Linked DNA regions of Sus scrofa: region 2 is linked to region 1. Evidence: chromatin contacts called from public Hi-C data. All regions are on one chromosome and are shown on one strand. Each heading gives the region's core, a stretch centred on a gene start, on an enhancer-like site or on the middle of the called end of the contact. The rest is flanking DNA. Distances are from core to core; before and after follow the strand shown.

The links. A called contact is a pair of places that touch in the nucleus more often than the background predicts.
Region 2: a contact with region 1 is called in a Hi-C map of liver, with 5 times the contacts expected there. The contact joins the promoter of MCM8 here to the promoter of CDS2 in region 1. A contact is called at or near these places in 1 of 5 promoter capture datasets (liver) and 2 of 47 Hi-C or Micro-C datasets (liver and skeletal muscle).

What each region holds. Positions count from the first base shown.
Region 1 is chr17:14,147,495-14,155,045 of Sscrofa11.1, forward strand. CDS2 (CDP-diacylglycerol synthase 2) reads left to right here and starts at 4,316. Exons shown (of 13, transcript NM_001166673.1): 1 at 4,316-4,372. The coding sequence starts at 4,316.
Region 2 is chr17:14,785,002-14,791,722 of Sscrofa11.1, forward strand. MCM8 (DNA helicase MCM8) reads left to right here and starts at 5,397. Exons shown (of 17, transcript XR_002339862.1): 1 at 5,397-5,580. It overlaps TRMT6 (tRNA (adenine(58)-N(1))-methyltransferase non-catalytic subunit TRM6), which reads right to left and starts at 5,317. Exons shown (of 9, transcript XR_002339863.1): 1 at 5,007-5,317; 2 at 2,469-2,596; 3 at 451-560.

The DNA.
Region 1 (7,551 bases), core at 3,066-5,565:
ACAAAAGTTTTTAAGACTTTGGTGTGCCTCAAAACTTGGGTTAGGGAGTTCCTGTCTTGGCTCAGTGGTTAACGAATCCGACTAGGAACTGTGAGGTTGCGGGTTCCCTCCCTGGTCTTGCTCAGTGGGTTAAGGATCCAGCGTTGCCGTGAGCTGTGGTGTAGGTTGCAGACCCGCGTTGCTGTGGCTCTGGCGTAGGCTGGTGGCTACAGCTCCGATTGGACCCCTAGCCTGGGAACCTCCATATGCTGCAGGAGCAACTCAAGAAAAGGCAAAAACACAAAAAACAAACAAACAAACTTGTGTTAGTATACTTTGTCTCCATGACAGAGAACTCATTTCAAACTGATTAAAAGGGAACTCTGTGCATCTAAACAGAAAGCCAGAGGTCTCTGGCTTCCAGTGCTGAAGGTCCAGTCTTAGTAAATGTATGAAAAATGGTTAGGAATATTAATAAGCAAAGGAATATAAAGGGAGATAGAATTTTAACCTACTAAATAAATTAAAATGGTATTAACACCTACTTCTTAGGAAGGATGTAAGCAGTAGGCACTTTCATGAACTGAAGATTCATGAACTAATTTTTCATGAACTAATTTTTTTGGTGGGAATTTGGAAATGTGTATGCAAAGCCTAGAATTTTATTCTTTGACAAAAAAATTCAACACATTTTTTTTTTTTTTGTCTTTTTAGGGCTGCACCCACTGCATATGGAGGTTCCCAGGCTGGGGGTCAAATAGGAGCTGTAGCTGCTGGCCCATGCCACAGTCACAGCTACGTGGGATCTGAGCCGCGTCTACAACCTACACCACAGCTCAAGGCAACACTGGATCCTTAACCCACCTAGCAAGGCCAGGTGTGAATCCGTGTTTTCATGGGTACTAGTTGGATTCGTTTCCAGTGAGCCACTATGGGAACTCTGGATTTTTTTCCTAGAGAAATAATCAGAGGTATTTACCAAGATAAGTCTTGTTTAAGAATGTTTCTTATAGAATTATTAACAATTCCTCTGAAATTGGAAATAATCTTGAGGTCTAGCAATACGGTCTTTGTTAGGTAAATTGTGGTAAAAAATCTATAAGACGAAATGTTATACAGCCTTTCAAGTACCATTCTCAAAGGGCATTTAATGTTAAAAAGTTGGGTTATGAAGTAGTATAAACAAGAATCCCAATTTTCTAAAATTATTATATCTGAGTGTATGGTACACATAAAATAGAATAAAAGGCAATGATATACATATTAACAGTATATTCTGCATTTCCAACACTTTCTTTATCAAGCATATATTGTTGATCAGAAAATGTTGGAGTTCCCGTCGTGGCGCAGTGGTTAACAAATCCGACTAGGAACCATGAGGTTGCGGGTTCGATCCCTGCCCTTGCTCAGTGGGTTAACGATCCGGCGTTGCCGTGAGCTGTGGTGTAGGTTGCAGACGCGGCTCGGATCCCGCGTTGCTGTGGCTGTGGCGTAGGCTAGTGGCTACAGCTCCAATTCGACCCCTAGCCTGGGAACCTCCATATGCCGCGGGAGCGGCCCAAGAAATAGCAAAAAGACAAAAAAAAAAAAAAAAAAAAAGAAAATGTTACTGCGTGTTGGGAAACATAAATGCTATAAACTCTTTAATATATTTTTTGGAAAATTTCTTTGCAAGGAGATATATTAAAGTGAGTCTCAATCCTAGCTGCACATGACTATCCTGGGGAGCTTAAACCAAAACAAAAAAACCTGTTTCCTCTAATGGCCATCTTTAGAGGTTCTTATTTAGTTGGTCTAGGATGGGTCCTCCATTGGAAGTTTTAGAAGCTTCCCAGTGAATTCTAATAAATAGTCAGGACAGAAAAGCACTGTTTTGGCATGTGTGATCAATTGATGAATATTTTTTCTTAAAGCCACCTGCGCCTCCATGTAGATTATTAGTTTGAAAAAGTAAGCCCTGTGGTTTGCCAGAGAAAAGACTGAAATTTTAGTTTAGATGGTCTGTGTGTATAACAGGTCTACAAGTGTGTGGGAGTGCAGGTTTTGCAATTTATTTTTTCTTTTTTGGTCACACCTGCAGCATGTGAAATTTCTTGTGTTAGGGATTGAATCTGAGCAGTACCTGTAACCCACGCAGCTGTGGCAACTCGAGATCAGGCTGGAGATAGAACTCGCTGTTGCAGAGACAACACTGGATCCTTAACACCACTGCATCACTGTGGGAACTCCTACATTTTTTAAACTTTAAGAAATGAGACAATTCTGCATAGCCCATTCTCAATTCCATTTTGCATGTCATCTCATTAAACTGAATTAGAAGTTTTAGCTATCTGAGAACACTTAGACTAAGCACTAGAAAGGCAATATGTAGGATGAGAAAAAGCAGATCAAGAAAATTTTAAAAAGAATGTATTGTTCCAAGAATTCTTCCCCTCTAAGAGAGGAAAAACACTATTCAGGGAACCAAAGAAATTTCTGGTCACTTGTACCAATGCAGTTTTCAAATAAAGAAGAAGGTGGGAGGTTTTTAAATTATTATTATAGAATGATAATAATTACGGCAATATTTGCCCACATGCTGAGCTTGCAGTCAGCCTGCACGCTCCAGGGACTAAAATTCTTATGTCTATTACCTGCACTAATTTAAAAATAGTGGAAGGAATGCAAGGAAAGCACCATATACAAGACATGTCACAAGCCTGGGAGAAATGACCCTAGAGGGAAGAGCTATTATGAGGAATAGAAGACAAAAATCAGGGGTAGAGGAGGAGGTGTAAGATAATGTAAAAGAACAAAATCCTCTTTCTGGCTGGAGGCATGTGTGGGGGATATTTTACTTTTAATTTCTGTCTGTATTTGAGGGAGAGGCTCTAAAGCTTTTACTTCCAGAAGTCTGAACACCTGATCCCTGTTTACTACAGTAGTGACTTCAGAATTGTACCTGGCCTGAGCTCCATTAGCTCGTGAGGGCTGAGTGCAATGGATAAAAGGTTTGGGCCAAACTGTAGGGAGTTATAAACCCTGGTAGTTAAACTGTGCTTTCTGAATATACTTTCATAGAAGACAAGAAAATACAATGCCCTTGTCAGAATTCTCACTAATTTCCCAAACCCCACGGCGCACGTCAAAATTGTCAATACAAAATTGCAGCTCCCGTGTGTGCATATTTCTCTCTTCAACAACAATATGCTTAAGGGAAGAGACCCCATTTTAAAGTTGTTTTATATCATTTACAAGGCAGTAAACAGAAACCGCTGAAGGCAATGCTTGAGTAACAGATATTAACAATGAATTTAGGAAGGGCAGGAATCAGTACAGTGGTTAGAGTAGGCGCAAACAAATCTGTGTTCTGATTCTCAGTGGACACTTTTTAGCCATGAGACCTTGGCTAAATCATTTTCCTTTAGGAGAAACTTTAAATCTATTGAACAGGTATGTCAGGTACATAGGGGATCAGGATGTGAACAAAGTAGTCAGTATTCCTGTCCAAAAAAGGTCTTTCAATAGTACAGATGACAGAAAAGAAATCTGAATAATTGTGAAGTCTTATCTATAAAATGGAAATCATATCCACTTCCAAGTGTTGTGCAGATTAAATGGGATAAATTAAAAAGATCACATAGTATAATGCCCAGCATATAATTAACGCTCAGTAAGTGGTAGAAGATAATTTGGCAAGGCGAGGCAGGTTAAAGTTTGGCTTGAGCTCCTTCTCTAACACAGGTGGATTTCCCAGGCTTTTCCCCTCAGGTCCTAACTACTTAACTGTGCAAGGGAAGAGCCCCGGCTACAGAGGACAGGGAGCCGAGGTGAGCAAGCACAAGACAGGCTGGAGCCTGGGAGCTGCCACCCACGGCCCCTAGCTATCTGTTACCTCTAGGACCTAGGGTACCAGCTCTTGAGCTCCCATTGGCTAGTCTCTCTCGGACGCGCACGCCTTTCCACGCCCCGTCATGTTGCTATCCAGGGCACGCCCCCTCCATCCCGCTCTGCTTGCCCCGCCCCCAGCGCCCCTCCTCTCTGACGGGTTCGCGCCATTGGTGGATCTCTGTGGCCATGATGGCGGCGGTGCGCCTGCGCGCTGGTTCCGGGGCCCTCCCGAGAGAAGGAGCTAGCGGGCCAGGGCTGAGGAGGCTGATTGCGCTCAGCCCGGGTGAAAGGGCGGCTGCAGCACCGGGCGGGGCCGAGTTCCAGGACTGCAGGCCGGGCTGCCGTGGGGCCTGGGAGCCGCTGCGGAGCCGCGCGCTGCTCAGCCGAGGCGGGGCTGGAGCGCTGAGCTGCCGGCCCCAGCGGCTGCGGTACTCGCTCGCGGCGACCTAGCACCGGTGTCTCCAGCATGACGGAACTAAGGCAGAGGGTGGTCCACGACCCGGACGCACCGCCCGAGGACAAGGTAGCGGCAGCTTGGGCATCGGGTGGGCGCGGCTGGGCAGCGGCGTCCCCCGGAGGTCCGTGAGGGGAGCGCGCAGAGGGGTCATCTCTCCATCTGACTCTTTGGAGCGGCCGCCGGCGCCCCCTGGCCTGGTCGGCGCGGAGGGTCCTCGGTTGCGGAGCCCCGCTGTGCGCGCGCCAGGGTTCAGCAGGTCGGGGTCCCGGGGACCTGGCTCTGGAGTCCGGTTGGGGGTAGTATCTCTGGGGCGCGGGAAGGAGCGCGCGAGGGGTTGCGCACGTCCACCTGCCTCCCAGGGCTGGTGAGGGTACCCCACCAGCCCTCCACCTCCCCAAGGCCTTCCTGGGTGTGAAGACGTGGAGACCCCGCAAAGACTCCTCTGAGCGTGACCTCTGCTCTCCATTAAAATGTTTCTTGGATGTGGGGGGGGGTGTATCAAGACAAGGCCATGGGATTTGCTTGTTCGGAAGTTTGGATCCCTTCTGTTAGCTTTAGGTTAAATCTCTTGATTTTAAGCAGAGACGTTTCTTTAACTCGTGTGTATTTTCCCAATAGAAGGCTTGTATCTTGCTTCAAATGTGGGCGTTGATGGGGTAGAAGAGGAGGGTAGAAAAGAGGCCATCTTGGCAGGGACATAGCTGGGTGAGGGATGAGGGGCTAGACTCCTTTGATTGAAGTAAAAGGTAGGGGACTTGAGAAAGGTGAGTGGTTGTTACTTTGGACGTTGAATGACAGTATAAACTTCGTGGTAGTATTTCCAGCCTGGAGTTAGCAGTGATCAGGAGCAGTGCTTTTGGTAAATTGATCTGACAGTGATGTGTAGAGTGGACTGAGGGAGCGTGGACCAGAATGAGAGAGACTGGTTAACTCACAGGTTGCCAACTGGTGACCTACAGATGTTTTCTTTGGTCCCTATGTTGCATTAAACACCAGAGCGTTTCTCCCAACAATCCGAATTTATTCCTTGTCTTGGATAATTGGAAGATCTGCCATCACATTTCCACCTGAATTATTTGGCTGGGACAGCTGTTCCCACCCATCCTTGTTGCCCTACACCCGGCGTATAGTACCATTCCTGAGCTTTTTGTTTTTGATAACTGGAGGAAAGGAACACTAGGGAGATGGCAGGAAGGAAGAAAAGCACAAGATTTAGTGTCGGGGTGTCAAGAGAGCAATTACACTGGAAGGACTGTTTTGGGTGAAAGAAAAGGGATTTTAAACAGTTTTGTTTAAAACTCTCCATAATGATTTTTAGAATATGTTTTGGAGAAAATTTAGGGCTTGGGTGCAAGTTTAGGAGTCACTTAACGAATCCGACTAGGAACCATGAGGTTGCGGGTTCGGTCCCTGCCCTTCCTCAGTGGGTTAACGATCCGGCGTTGCCGTGAGCTGTGGTGTAGGTTGCAGACGCGGCTCGGATCCTGTGTTGCTGTGGCTCTGGCGTAGGCCGGTGGCTACAGCTCCGATTCGACCCCTAGCCTGGGAACCTCCATATGCCGCGGGAGCGGCCCAAGAAATAGCAAAAAGACCAAAAAAAAAAAAAAAAAAAAAGGAGTCACTTACAGAGACAATGTACTTGAAAGTCTCTAATATTCCTATTAAATGTCCTTGTTTGGCCTGGAAGAGCTCTGTCCCTAGCCTGTATATGCCTGTTGGGGGGTTTCCAGATATTCTGGAGACTGTGTAGCCCTGTTTAAGAGCTTACATGAATAACTGAATCACTTTGCTGTAGAGCAGAAATTATCACAACATTGTAAATCAACTGTACTTCAATAAAACTTTAAAAAGTGAAAAAGCAAGAACTTTTCAGAGAGATCAGACTTGATGTTGACTGAGACTTCATGGTTTTTAGAAGGTATGAGAAGAGGGAGAAAAAAGAAAGCATGGTTAACTAGTGGGCCATATTTTTGAAAAGCTATTTGTAAAAATTAGACATACTTCATGGTAAAAACAAGCAAACCTACACACCCAAAACTCATGAGGTTATGAGGTGAAACATAAATTTTCTACCCTCCCCACCCAACTACTTGGATCCATCTCCCGAAGACAAAACTGCCAATTCATCCTTAAATACTTCCCTGTTCCTTGTTTTAGGTAGGGAGGGTAAGAGGAGCTATCCAACTAAAGGTACCTTATTATTTATTTATTTATTTACAACTGTGCTTACACTGTTTATGTGATGACAGAATGCCTGGGGCTCTGAGGTGCACTAAGTGCTTGTTGTTCCCTAAACACAGTAGCTACTGCATTCTGTTAAAAGCCTGATGTAGTCCATTAGCCCAGAACAAGGCAGTTGGCCTCTCACTGACTATTTCTGAATTATCACGCATGGGATTTTTAATAATAAAGATACATTTTAAGAACTGCAGAATGTTTTATTTGTCTTTGATGAATGTGTTTAAAGTTTTAAAATTAGGCTTTTCTACAGTATGAAAAACTTCCTGTCAGAAATCTTTGCTGGTATTCTTGGGTTACGATTTAAGAAAATTAGAAATAATAAAATGGATATCTTTTAGGGAAATACATGGTGAAATGGGAACTTTCTTATTTCATAATAGAAGAATTCAGAAAACAATGTCAGATCAATTCATTAAAAGAACTGGAACAAATTTGAAAGATTTAAAAAAAAAGTTACAGTTGCTTAACTTGTTGCAAAATGTCCTGTAAATAAACAGACAATGGTTAGTTTCAAAGTAATCTGGGGAATGTGTTTATTGTAAAAGTCAGAAGGTATTTTGTTATATTTAGCATCCTAGAATGGAATTGTCAAAGCCAATTGCTAATAAAGGAAATGTTTTCCTCTGGGAACCATGCTTATAATTTTTTTTTTTAATTTTCCCACTGTACATGTTTATAATTTTAAAGTCCCAAAGCACAATATTGTTGCCAAACAAGAAACTTGGAATTTAAGCTTCCCACCCATCCATGTTTTCCTAATGGAGTTTAGGAAAGAAAAGAATGGAATGTGGGCCAAAAGATCAAGATCTTAAAATTTATGTTTGGGTTGGCACTTCATGAGACTTCGTTTTGGAGGTTAGAATGAAGGATTTTTCTGGTCTACCTAGATGCTGGAGTGTTATTTAAACTAGAGCTTTACTCATTTCAAGGCTTCCTTTCTAGATTGATGACACCAGTATGGAGAGGAAATAGTGACATCATTTAGAAAGGGGAGTTTAAAGTTG
Region 2 (6,721 bases), core at 4,147-6,646, 640 kb after region 1:
TCTGAATCTCCAGGCCCTTTTCCACAGAAGTCCAAGTGGATGAACTTTATATTTTTATACTCTATCTAGAATTTGTATTAAAATATAAGTAGTTCATAATTCCATATAAATCCAAGTAAAACAGAGATACACAATAAAGGGAGAAAGAGGTAAAGGAAATTGTCAGTCCTGAAAACACTGGCTGAAAACATTACTGAAAATGAACAAAGTTAAGCTCTGATAAGTTATCAAATTCCCTTTTGTTAATAATATTAATAAGTCATTTTCATTTATATTCCCACCTGTAAGAAACAAAATCTTTGTTACACTGAATTGCATTTACATTCCAAGCTATTTTTAACAGAAATGTACAGTATTTTTACATTTTACCTTAGGAAAAGTGTGCTTTAAAAACCAGGCAATTTCCTGAAAACCAAATCCAAACGAAACAAAAAGTCCTTTGAATTTTACCTCTCCTTTAATGCCTTTGTCCTTTAAAGCTTTTATGTCATCTTGAGTAAGTTTCTGAGATTTCCCGTCATCGATTATATTTCGATTATCAGTGCCTGCTTCTTTGGTCTCTAAGGAAGAAAATTGCTCTGTAACACATATGATCTAAAATTACTTAAAAATCTTTCTTCCTCTACATTCATATCCACATCCAGCCCATCAGCCACTTAAATTTGGCCTTCCAGTTGTGCCCCCACCCCAATCCACTACCTTTCTTGACATGACCACTCTAAGCCTCTCATATTCCTTTTCCCACTCTTGCCCCTTTACAATCCATCTGGACATCAAAGTTCTCTCTCTCTTTTTTAAACACGTGGCCGCTACCGTGGCACATGGAAGTTCCTAGGCAGGGATCGAACTAGGGCCCTTGCAGAGACAACTCAATGCAATAGTGAGTAGTTACATTATGAGCCACAGGGAAAGTTCCAGAGTCCTCTTCTTAAAATGCAAATCGGTGCATCTATTCCAATGCACAAAACCACACAGTGGCTTCCTAGAGCAATTCAAATACATTCCAAAGATGACTTGCAAGCTTGTATATGATCTGGCCCCTGGCTACTTTTTCAGGCCTTATTTCTTAACCCCTGTATTCAGCCACACTGCCCTTCTTTCTATTCCTTAGACGCACCAGCATGGTCCCAATGTAGGGCTTTGGCACTTGCTGTTCCCTCTGCCTAGAGGGCGCTTATGACAAGTGGGTGGATCCTATCCATCACTCAGCTCTGACCTCACCATCTCAGCCAAATCTCACCTCATTCAACCAGCCCTCAGTACACCTCCCTGCTTTATCATCTTCATAGCACACATGACCATCTGACATTACGCTGTTTGCTAATCTACTTGATTACTTTTGATGTTCCCCACTGCTAGGTAAATTTTATGGGATGGTCCATCTCATGAACTGCTAACATCACAGTGGCTAGTCATGCCTGGAATATATTTGGTGCTTAAGAAAAATATGCATGTTAATTTTAAAGTATTTAATAAACTGGCTTGAATTGGAACTTCAATAGTACTCCAACTATTTAAATGTAATAATTGTTTTAAAAATTTTAAGTACACTTATTTTAATAAGTGTTTAAGGGTTTAATTTTAATTAATGATAGCTAAAATTACAGGGCTGTTACTTTAACAGGCAAGGCACTGTTAAGCACTTCCTATGTGGGAGTTCCTATTGTGGCTCAGCGGGTTAGGACCTTGACTTGTATCCATGATGATGCAGGTTCAATCCCTGGCCTTGCTCAGTGGGTTAAGGATCTGGCATTGCCTCAAGCTGTGGTGTAGGTTGCAGATGTAGCTCAGATCTAGCATTGCTGTGGTTGTGGCGGAGGCTGGCAGCTGCAGGTACTATTTGACCTGGAAACTTCCATATGCCACAGGTGTGGCTGCAAAAAGAAAAAAAAAAAAGTTTTAAAACAAGAACTTCCTATGTGTACATGTGATTTTAACGCTCATTACAGGTTGGGCATTAGATGTGTTTATGGCCCTATTTTAAAGATGAGCAATTTGAATACATTCCAAAGATGAACCTGAGAAACCAAATAACTAGCTCAAGGTTACAAAGGCAAGTGATGAAGATGGAACTTAAACCTAGTCAATTGAATTCAAAGCCAGACATCTTATCCTTCGCCCTATGTGCCAACTACCTCACAAGCTGTTCTTCTAGGCACTGAAAGGGCTATATATCTGCTCTTACACTGAAGCTGCAAAGACTCAAGGGAGTAAATGCCTGGCCCAAAGTTCAAGAGCTGATTAATGGTGGGAAGGAGCCAGAACCCAGGTATCTCAAAGGTATCTAAAAAATTAGCCAAAGGCTAAATCAGTAATTCACTCTACCAAGCTGCAGTTCTTAGATGATGGGTTTAGATTTCTTTGGGGAGATCATGGCTAGCAATTTAGAACCAAATGGGGTTGATAGACTTCTGAGTAGCCAGCTCAAAAGATCATCAGTTTCATACATCTTAAGTGGTATAGTGCACCTGAAGTAGGCTCTTCCTTCTTCTTCTTCGGCTGAAGAATTCCTCCGTTGGTCACTTCAAATGTGGTTCCATAATTATGGCCTATAACGTTATCCAGATAGAACCACTGTTTTTCAAAAGTTACTTTTCTGGGGAAGAAATGCAGTCAATTAGCTGAATCTCATTTGCATTCAGTATTGGAAAGATATGTTTAATCTAGTTTATTTTAAAATTGGTTTCCACAAAGGAAGATCAGCAACATTATCTCTAACCATAAACCAAAAAACAAACTAGAGAAAATTGAGTTGGGGCAGAGACATAAAATTAACAAAGAAGCCACAAAAAAACATTGAATTTGGAACAAGAAACAAGAAACAGGAGACACTCCTCTTGAGAGGTACTGGTCTGGCTCCAATTTGCGCTATGTGATAGCATGTCCAAACTCATAGATTTTTTTGGATTTCCTGAGTAGCATAAAAGGCTGCCAAGATTGCCAGGCCACTAAGACACATATTGTGAAACTCCTCTTGTAACTTACAGGAAAATCTCAAAACTAACGATCATTGAGATGACATGGACTTGACAAATTTTCTGGCCTCACTGGCCATTTTCTTTGAAAGGTATCCAGTAAAGGCAAGTGATATTTACAGATACACATCAGTGTTAGTGGTGCCTAACACTGATGGGGCGCTACTGAAGCCCAGGCAATTTTAACTTTTCCCATTACCCAGAGTTTTATCTTTGTAAAATTTAAAAGGGAAATCCTACCAAAACAAAAAACTTTCCTTTCAAAAGAAGATAACTAACATCCACTGAGTGTCAATCAGAGGTTAGGTAGTATGTGCCAGGGGTTTCATACTTTCTGATTTAATTATCAATTCAGTAATCCTAGGACACAGCTCTTTCCAGATGATTAATACTGAAGCTCAGGGAAAAATGTCATGTCCAAGATTGAATTATATGGTGGCAACTGGGATTCAAGTCCTAGCCTGTCTGAATGCAGCCTCGTTCTTTCCATTATACCACACTGTCTACCCAGGAAATAAATGGATCTCCGGAAGCCATGCTTAGCTTCAGGACATGGCCCATGTAAACAGAACTCTGAATCCTGAAAGATGCGCACTGTGTAATTTTCTTTATGCCCCATCCCATACCTTCTCTTTCTTATGAAGCCAACCAGGACAGATGCAAAGACTGCCTTTCATGCTGAAGGCTTCCCAACATTCTAGACCCTTGGGTGCATCACCAGTCTCTACTGGTGGTTCTCTAAACTTTGTCACATCTCTTGTAAGTATATCTGTCATTTCTTCATTAAATCTCCTCATCTGAACCATCTCAGTGACTCTCCCCAAGTATTTGGGTAGGGTCAATTCTTGTTCTTTGCTGGGTCCTCAGTGATTAACATTTAATACTCAAAATATACACTGACATAAACCCCCTCAGAGAGGCTGAAACTCAGCTCAGCCCAGATGTGCATCTTCCCCCACCACATCCTTTGAGTACCCCAGGGCTAGCAGAGTGCCCCTGCGTCTGAGCTAGGCTGGGTTTATCCCTCTGGCAGCTGGTCTGGTAGGCAAAGCAGAGTGTGTCAGGCAAACTGTTTGGCCTAACAGGAGGTCACTGCCCTAGTCAGGAAAAGTGGACCCTGTGTGCTTTGCTGGGAAAAAGTGGTATTTGCAGAGTCTGCTCAGAGAGCCAGGATTGCTTCTGCACAACCAGATGAATGCAGCCTTGAGGAATAGTGAAGGGAGAATCTGGCCTGGGATGTAACTGAGCTCAAAGCTTAATTTTCTAAATAAAATGGAAACTAATGCCATGGCTGCTGCCAAGAAAACTGATGGAAATGTTTCAAAATGACTGTCTAAAGAATATGTTTCAGAAATAGAGATGTCTCCTTAGAAATAAAAAGCTCTTGTCTGAAAGAGCACACTATTGAGAAGTATACTCTAACAATCACATTTCACAATAAAGTAACTTAAAAGGACAATGCAAGAGAGAAACCGAAGTTTCACCTACAGTTACTATACAGCTGTGTAACTCTGAAATCATTCATCCAACTTATGACCTAAGGACTTTGCTGCATTGCTATATTTCAACTAAAAAGTTTAAATAATTAGTATTAGCACTTTTCAAAATTATGTACTTGGAAGCACATACACATTTCCAATCAGAAAATCTGAGAAGAAAAAAGTATTGGTTTCAAGAATACAAAATAAAGTAGTGATGGGGCGTTGGGTGGACTCTGGGAGACAAGGGTGAGATCAGAGGGTGAAGGGGTTCTGTGAGAAGATAGGAAAGAAGACCTCAAGAACCTAGGAAAAGAACTCCGGGACAGGGATGGTGAAAGAGGCAAGGCACCTAAAGCCAAGAATGGGAAAAGAACTCTGTGGAAAGATTAAGCGGGATGCTTAAGACAGGTGGGGTGAAACGGATCCCAGGGGCTGAGAACGGGGTCTTGGATGCAAATGCCTAGGTGCGAAGACCCGAGAGTAGTTAATGAGAGAGAGCGTCTCCTGAAGGTGGGGGCTGGGAAACCATAAGGCCAGAGACCTGACTTACTTTCTCCGCTGGACTTGCACTGCTTTAAACACATCTTCCCGTTTCAGCACCACGAAGTCGCCGTCGCGGATGCAGTGATCCCCGGGATGCAGTGGCTGTGGGCCCGGTTGCTCGTCAGAGCCCTCCATGACGCTCAGCCGATCTCTGAGCTCCGCGGCGTCTCTCTAGTTCCCTCTCCGCCCCTCGTCTAGGGTTGTCGCCGCCGGCGGCCTGGCCTCGCACAAACCGAGGGGACGCCGAGCCCAGAGATCTGCACCTCCCCCACGTGCTGCGCACCGCTTCCGCTTTCCGGTCAGAGCCTCAGGACAACTTCCGGGAGCCTCACAGCTTCCGTCTGGCCGATCTCCTTGATTGGCTGCCCTCCATCTCGCCCCTCCCGTCACGCCGCAGCTACGGGCGGAAGTTGCGTCACAGAAGCGCCAAAAAAGAACTTAGAAGACTGGAGTTAGGTTTCAGACCCTGTTGTGGCTGCCTGAAGTAGACCTATTCGGCGACCCACTGCAGCCTCAGTGGAGAAGCCGAGGTCCCCGAGCAGCTTTGACGTACAATCCTTGGCCCCTCCCGGGGACGTCAGGTAAGCTGAGGGCGAAGAGTCTGCGGGACTTAGGCAGAGTCATCTGAGGAGCTCGGACCGTGGAGTCTCCTCCGCTCCGCCGAGCTTCCCCCAGCTAGGAAGGGAGAGCCAACCCATCCACGAACTAAGAGAGCTCTGTGACCTGTCATCCTTTGCAAGTAAAAACTTAGTCTGAGAAGACTTAAATGAAGCGAGGTATTTGACCAAGCATAGCAGCTCGACGGGCGGGTCCTTGCCTCTTTCTCCAGTCCTACTCCTTAGTAGTTATTCCCACTGTATTACCTCCTTTGAGAAAGATAGGGGACATAGCGTTGTCGAAGGAGAGCTTCAGCCTGGGAATGTGGATAGGAAATTTGAGCTTCGTTCTGTCACCAGTTGATCAGTTAATTTTTTTTAATTTTATTTCATTTTTTATTACTCAAATGAATTTATCACATCTGTAGCTTATAATGATCATAACAGTCTGATTTCACAGGATTTCCATCGCACAGCCCAAGCACATAGTTAATTTTTTTTTTTTTTGCTTCAGTTTCTTGACGTACGATGTGGTCTACATGATTATCAAAGCCATGTTAGTGCCTTAAGATCGTGAACTTGTTTAGTTATTAACGTATTAATTAAATCTTTTTAAATAGAGCTGCGGGAGTTCCCATTGTGGCGCAGCGGAAACGAATCCGACTAGGAACCAAGAGGTTGAGGGTTCGATCCCCGGCCTCGCTCAGTGGTCAAGGATCCGCGTTGCCGTGAGCTGTGGTGTAGGTCACAGACGCGGCTCAGAACTGGCGTTGCTGTGGCGTAGGCTGGCAGCTACAGCTCCAATTAGACCTGTAGCCTGGGAACCTCCATATGCTGTGGATGCAGCTCTAAAAAAAAGGCAAAAGACAAAAATATAAAAATAAGTAAATAAATATAGATGCAGATACGCTGCCTGGTAATGAATTGCGTTAGAGTATGGGTATATTTTTATACATTTTAACCCTTGGGAATGAACTATTGAATTTATAGTTTATTATTGTTTATAGCTGATTAAAATATTATTTATAATGTTTATAAGGTATTAGTTTCAGGTAAACAACATAGTGACCTAATATTTTATGTATTATGTTCCATTCAAAGTTATTATAAGGAGTTCCCATCGTGG